2 separate regions of the Zea mays genome follow, and region 1 is linked to region 2. A link is a contact called in public Hi-C data. All regions are on one chromosome and are shown on one strand. The core of a region is the stretch at or near the end of the contact, and the rest is flanking DNA. Distances in the headings are between cores, read along the strand shown. Region 1 has its middle 39 kb from the start of LOC111347723. Region 2 holds the start of LOC100280399.

Region 1 (2,733 bases), core at 91-2,590, 150 kb before region 2:
TTCTTAGTGCACTATCTGACTGGCGGGTCCTAGGAACCAAGCATCATTTCTCCGATAGTAATATAGACACGATGTAAGTGATAGTCGGAGTGCTAGAGGGGGCTATGCACGAGGTGAGGTTGTGGGTTCGATTTTCACGGGCCACGTAGCCACGAATTTACATGAAAAATGCTGTGACTTGCGACTTGAACACAGACAGGTAGGCAGGGCCTCCCCTAAAAGAAATAACTTCTTTTACTATTTTGAACCTCATTTTATGTTCTTGAAAAAGGTTTTTTCTTCTTTTGTGTCTTGGACTTTTTCTTGATACTTGTAAGTCTTCCATGATTCTTCTAATGTCTTCTTTTGAGATGTTGCTTCCTCATTACCTTAGTTCAAGTTCACTTTGTATCATGTGAACTATAAATATAAATACTACCAAACACATTAGTATACAAGGTTATATTGACCAACAAACACCAAAATCATATAGTTAAATGGGCTGAGTTCTATTTTACTTACAGACTAGTCTAATGCCTGTGCAGCCTATATTTTTTTTATTTATATACTACCTCCGTTCACAAATATATGACACCGTTGATTTTTTCGAAAACTTTAACCACTCATCTTATTTAAATTATTTATTCAAAAATATAAAATTTTAAGTTAAACACAAACTAAATAAAACAAATAAAAAATAAATGATAACTTATTATTTTTTTAATAACACGAGTGGTCAAAGCGCGTGCTGTTTCCGTTTTAAAATAAAGTCTATTCCTAAGCTAGGTTACAATGCATGAACACCACGCGCCCCTACCATCCAATTAATTTGCTCCAGTTTCGCTATTTTATTGTACGAATCTATAGACTCATCGTTTAAGGCGTATTTGTGAGCTGCGTCCGCCCAGCAAGTTGCGATATTTGACCTGCAGCAGAATAGCTAGCTTACCTAGAGAGGTGTGAGGTCACAATGTCACATCAAGTTCAAGGCGTATGCAGAGCAAGCTGTTCATAACTGGCAAGGACTCCCTTCCTGGAAATGGAGCAGGCTAGGCCACAGCATGAGAGCCTAGTCCACAAGGAATTTTTTTTTTTTTGAAAAAAACGCCTAGCTGGCCAGCTAGCAGCTGAAAACTTTTGCATTGCATGCATCCATATAAATATCCATATAAAAATACATATGTATATTAGTAGTATCTTCAATTCTATACGAGCACGCGCGTGTACGTACGTACAATGATGCTACTCCTATCCTATGGACGAGAAGCTAGCAAAATTTGAAGCTGCGTGTCCACCATGCAAACGCACACATCTTCCGAGCGAGGAGTAGAGACTAGAGAGCAGCAGGCGAGCGCGCGACAGCCTACGCTTCGGCCGGGCCCGGGCATCGCTGTTGCATTGCTCTGCATGCCGCGCGCGCGCGTCCAGGATTTCAGACGACGGCGACGTGCAGTAGAGTACAAGTAAAAATACCAGCCCACAGCAAGAGCAAGCATGCATGGAGCAGAGGCTAGCGTCCACAGTGCATGCATGCGTGCTTCGGTCGCCGCGCCATTTGTGGGATCTGGAACCTGCTGCCGCCGGTGGTGGATCGCCGGTGCAATAACCCCTGCGTCCAACAACAACAGCATCGGTCGTCGTCCTGAGTCATGACACCGTGCGTGCCCGTCGTCGTCGTCTCTCGCATTCCACTAGTACAGAGAAGTTCTATAGTGGCGGTTGTAAATCTATTTATAGTGGCGTTTTTCGTAACCGCCAGTGCTAGTGGCCAGTAGAAATCATCATTTTTACAGGCGGGTAACTGAGGACCGCCAGTGAAAATCGATTTTCACTGGCGGTCGGCGTAATAAAACCGCCAGTGAAAATCGTTTCCAGGAAACATAAAACATATTTTAAAAATAGTTAAAAAATTTATTTTTATTAGGCCCACCCCACCCGCAAGTTGCGGCATTTTTCGCGCGCTACGCGGTTGTTAGTATTCGAACCGTCGACCTCACCCTCGCGTGTACTCTCCCCTACCACTCCGTCTATGACATGTCTTGTGTCTAGTTTGTAGTTGTTTTCTCCACATATTACAACCATTTGAGTGTAAATTGCTTATTTGAGACCCTAAACGAATTCAAATAAAAAAGTTGTCAACTACAAAGATAAATAACTTTTGAAGTTCTACAACTTTTATTTTGACACTTTTTTCATCCGAGGTAGTTTGCAAAATTTGAATTTTAAATTTGACATACTTAGATTCAATTTTTGAGAACCGAAATGAGTTCAAACAAAAAAGTTGTCAACTACAAAGTTTCATAACTTTTAGAGATCTATAACTTTTATTTTGGTGGTTTTGTCATACGAGGCCGTTTGAAAAACTCGAAAAATTAAGGATAAAAATGATTTCTAGTGGCGGTTCCTTAAGAAAACCGCCACTACAAATCATGGATTTCTACTGGCGGTTTTCTTAAGGAACCGCCAGTAGAAATACGATTTCTAGTGGCGGTTTTCTTAAGAAACCGCCACTAGAAATAACACAGTCGGTGGATAACCGAAACCGCCTGTAAAAATATATCGTCCCCGCAGGTTTTGAGCCTTTTTGTACTAGTGTTCCTTGCTCGCAACGACTATACTGCTTCTCTGTATTTCTCGGACGACGATGATGATCTGATGGAACATGTGGCAATTGGCATGGCAATGGTGTGGTCCTCCTGATAGCTACAAGCTGGCAAGCTAGCTAGCGTGCCTACTCGATCGCATCCCTGTGTC
Region 2 (2,895 bases), core at 54-2,553:
TATGTATTAACATAATATGTTTTTATGTTGCAACTTATAAATTGTTCTTTAGCTCACTCCTCTATAATAAAAATGTAGCACATAAATATCTCCAACATATTACTAATAACAGTATACAAATATTTCTCATATAAAATCATATTAGCTTAATTGATCTTTGCCTAAATTAAATTATTATTATTAGAATGGAATTCAATCCAAATGGGGCGTTAAAGATTATCTTTCGTAAATAACACTTTCCTTCGTTTCACAGAACAAAATCAGGACTGCTTAATTTTGGTTAAAGATTAGGATCAGTATGGTAAAGAGAGAGAGAGAAGGTCATGCTTGAGGAGAGCCGCCGGGGGAGTAGACACAAAATAAAATAAAGCCCTCCTCCAACTGGCACCACCTGTGTGTCGGTGGGTGGGTCAAACCAAAATCCCAAATAAATTTCAGCGCTGCAGTTTTGATTTTTGAATGTAGATGGTTCACGTAGGTACGTACGATGGCACGAATTCATCCGTCCATTCGGTAATTAAATTTCTTGTTGAATATTTGATCAGTTACATTACATTACGTACGTTACATTAGAGAGACGGACGCTGATCTTTTTTTTTTTTTGAGGGGGTGAAAAAGAAAAGGGAAGCAGAGACGGATGGAGTGATCCGCCACTCCATCGGCAAGGGACGTGATGGGAAGCGCTAGGCTGATGAAAGGTGGAGATGGGTTCATTGGTGGTGGCCCGTGGCTGCGGCGCCGGCGCCGGCGCCGTCGGAGAGCATCATCATCCTGACGAACTCGTCGTAGTTGACCTGGCCGTCGCCGTCGAGGTCGGCCTCGCGGATCATCTGCTCCACCTCCTCGTCCGTGAGCTTCTCGCCGAGGTTGATCATGACGTGGCGGAGCTCGGTGGCGGAGATGTACCCGTTCTGGTCCTTGTCGAACACCTTGAACGCCTCGCGCAGCTCCTCGTCGGGGTCGGCGCCGCCGCCGGCGCCGCCCCCCGCGGTCTTGCGTGCCATGAGGCCCAGGAACTCGGCGAAGTCGATGGCGCCGTTGCCGTCGGCGTCGGCGTCGCGGATCATCTCGCGCAGCTCCTCCGCGCTGGGCCGCTGCCCCTGCAGCGACCCCATCACCGTCGCCAGCTCCTCCACCGTGATGCACCCGTCGCCGTCCTTGTCGAAGAACGCGAACGCCTCCCGGAACTCGGAGATCTGCTCGGGGTTCAGCAGGTCCATGCTCTCTCTCTCTCGCTGACTGTGACTGTGGCGATGGCTGTGGTGCTGGCGAGGTGTGTGTGTGGCAGAGGAGGCTTGGGTTTTTGGTGCAGCGGAGGGGATGCGGTGGGCGGGCGATTTTATAGGTGGGAGGGGACAGGAGGAGCTGGCATGCTCATTGACTTTTCCATACAGGACAGAGCGTCTCTTTTTACTCAGTCAAACTGCAGATCTGCTGCCTAGCGAAATGGCGTTCAACGGAAGAAAGTGCACGAAAAGAGAAAAGGGAGAGACCATGAATCAAATCACAAATGGCGACCAAAGAAACTCAATCAACAGCAAACACAAAAAGAGGAGAAAAAAGGGTTTGGAGAAGATGGATCAACACGGTCGGGTCGGGCCGTGTTTTCGTGCCAAATGCTGTGGGTATATAATGGGAAAATACACCAGTAAGTACTACTAGCTTCTGGAGAACGGAAAGACCACCCCGCTTATCTTTTTGCCCTCATGTGTCAGCTCGAGTTCGTGTCGTTTAATCAAATTCACTTGGATGACGGGTTCCAAACTTTCCGGACTTTATCTATCGTTACATCATAATTTTTACTCGCTATGTTTCGATTTATAATTTATTTGACTTCTTAACGATTTATAATTTGTTTGACTTCTTAACACGAATTTTGACTGGGTCATCTTATTAAAACCTATAATTATTATTAATTTTTACTATAATATTATTTAGCATATAATATATTTTAATTATGACTTTGATTTTTCCTTTTTCACAAAAAATGAATACGACCTGCAGCTCAAATTTGGTAAAAAAATAACTAAATTATAATCTATACTACTTATTAAGACAGTAACAGTAGTCTGTCGTTCGCTAATCTACACCGTCAGTCCATCCTCCACCATCGTTCATCACAAATCCCGCCGCTCGATTCGAGGTCCACCGCCCGCTCGACCATCCCCCTCCCAAGGCTGAATCCGCCAACCACTCGTCCATCGCCCAATCGTCCATCGCAACCCCCTCCTCCCCCGCTCGACCCTCGTCCAACCGCCGCCGCCCATGCCCAGAGGTCCTTGAAGGCGCGGCGCGATGCCAGTGCGATCCTTGAAGGCGTCAGCGCCCGTGAGCAGCGCGACCTCATTGACCTCGCTCCAGAGCTTCTGGACGGCGCCGAGGCGGCGGCGACCGAGGCCATGGCCGTGGCGAGCGTGGCAGAATCCGGGAAGGAGCGGTTCGGCTTGCGGTCGCTCTTGCGCGAGGGCGCGGCGGAGCCGTGGTCCGCGGCGCGCTCGCGACGGGAGCTAGGGTTAGGGTTCGGGGAGCGGCGACGATCCTGGGAGCGGCCGCGGGACTTGGAGCAGGAGGTGCGTTTCTTGGAGCGCGGGGTGGAGGCGCGGAGGCGCACGGCGGCAGCGGAGGCGGAGGCGGCTTCGTCCATGGCGTGCAGGGAAGGCTGCTTGGAGGGCATCGACGGTGTGGGGGCGAGGGCTCTCCCCCACTACGGCCACGTCTGGCGGCAGCAAGAACAACTACTGGGACTACCTCATCGAGGAGGAGAAGGGGCAGCGACAGGCACTTTTCTCCCACCTCTCACATCTATTCCACACATCCTGTGGAGACTATAAATCACAAGTTATTTTACAACTGATCAGTATGACATAGAAACTATTTTATTTTTTAGCATTCAGA

Evidence for each region. A called contact is a pair of places that touch in the nucleus more often than the background predicts.
Region 1: a contact with region 2 is called in a Hi-C map of leaf, with 4 times the contacts expected there. The contact joins the enhancer-like site here to the promoter of LOC100280399 in region 2. A contact is called at or near these places in 3 of 25 Hi-C or Micro-C datasets (ear, leaf and tassel).

What each region holds. Positions count from the first base shown.
Region 1 is chr3:120,449,263-120,451,995 of Zm-B73-REFERENCE-NAM-5.0, reverse strand. No RefSeq gene overlaps it. Among protein-coding and RNA genes, the nearest start is that of LOC111347723, 39 kb to the left of the region's middle. Within about 2 kb of position 1,340, at least 14 of the 20 cell types and tissues checked have an H3K27ac peak or open chromatin away from gene starts, as enhancers often do. A contact at or near this core is called in ear, leaf and tassel, where this site is marked.
Region 2 is chr3:120,295,600-120,298,494 of Zm-B73-REFERENCE-NAM-5.0, reverse strand. LOC100280399 reads right to left here and starts at 1,303. Exons shown (of 1, transcript NM_001153322.2): 1 at 506-1,303. The coding sequence starts at 1,220. The coding sequence ends at 711.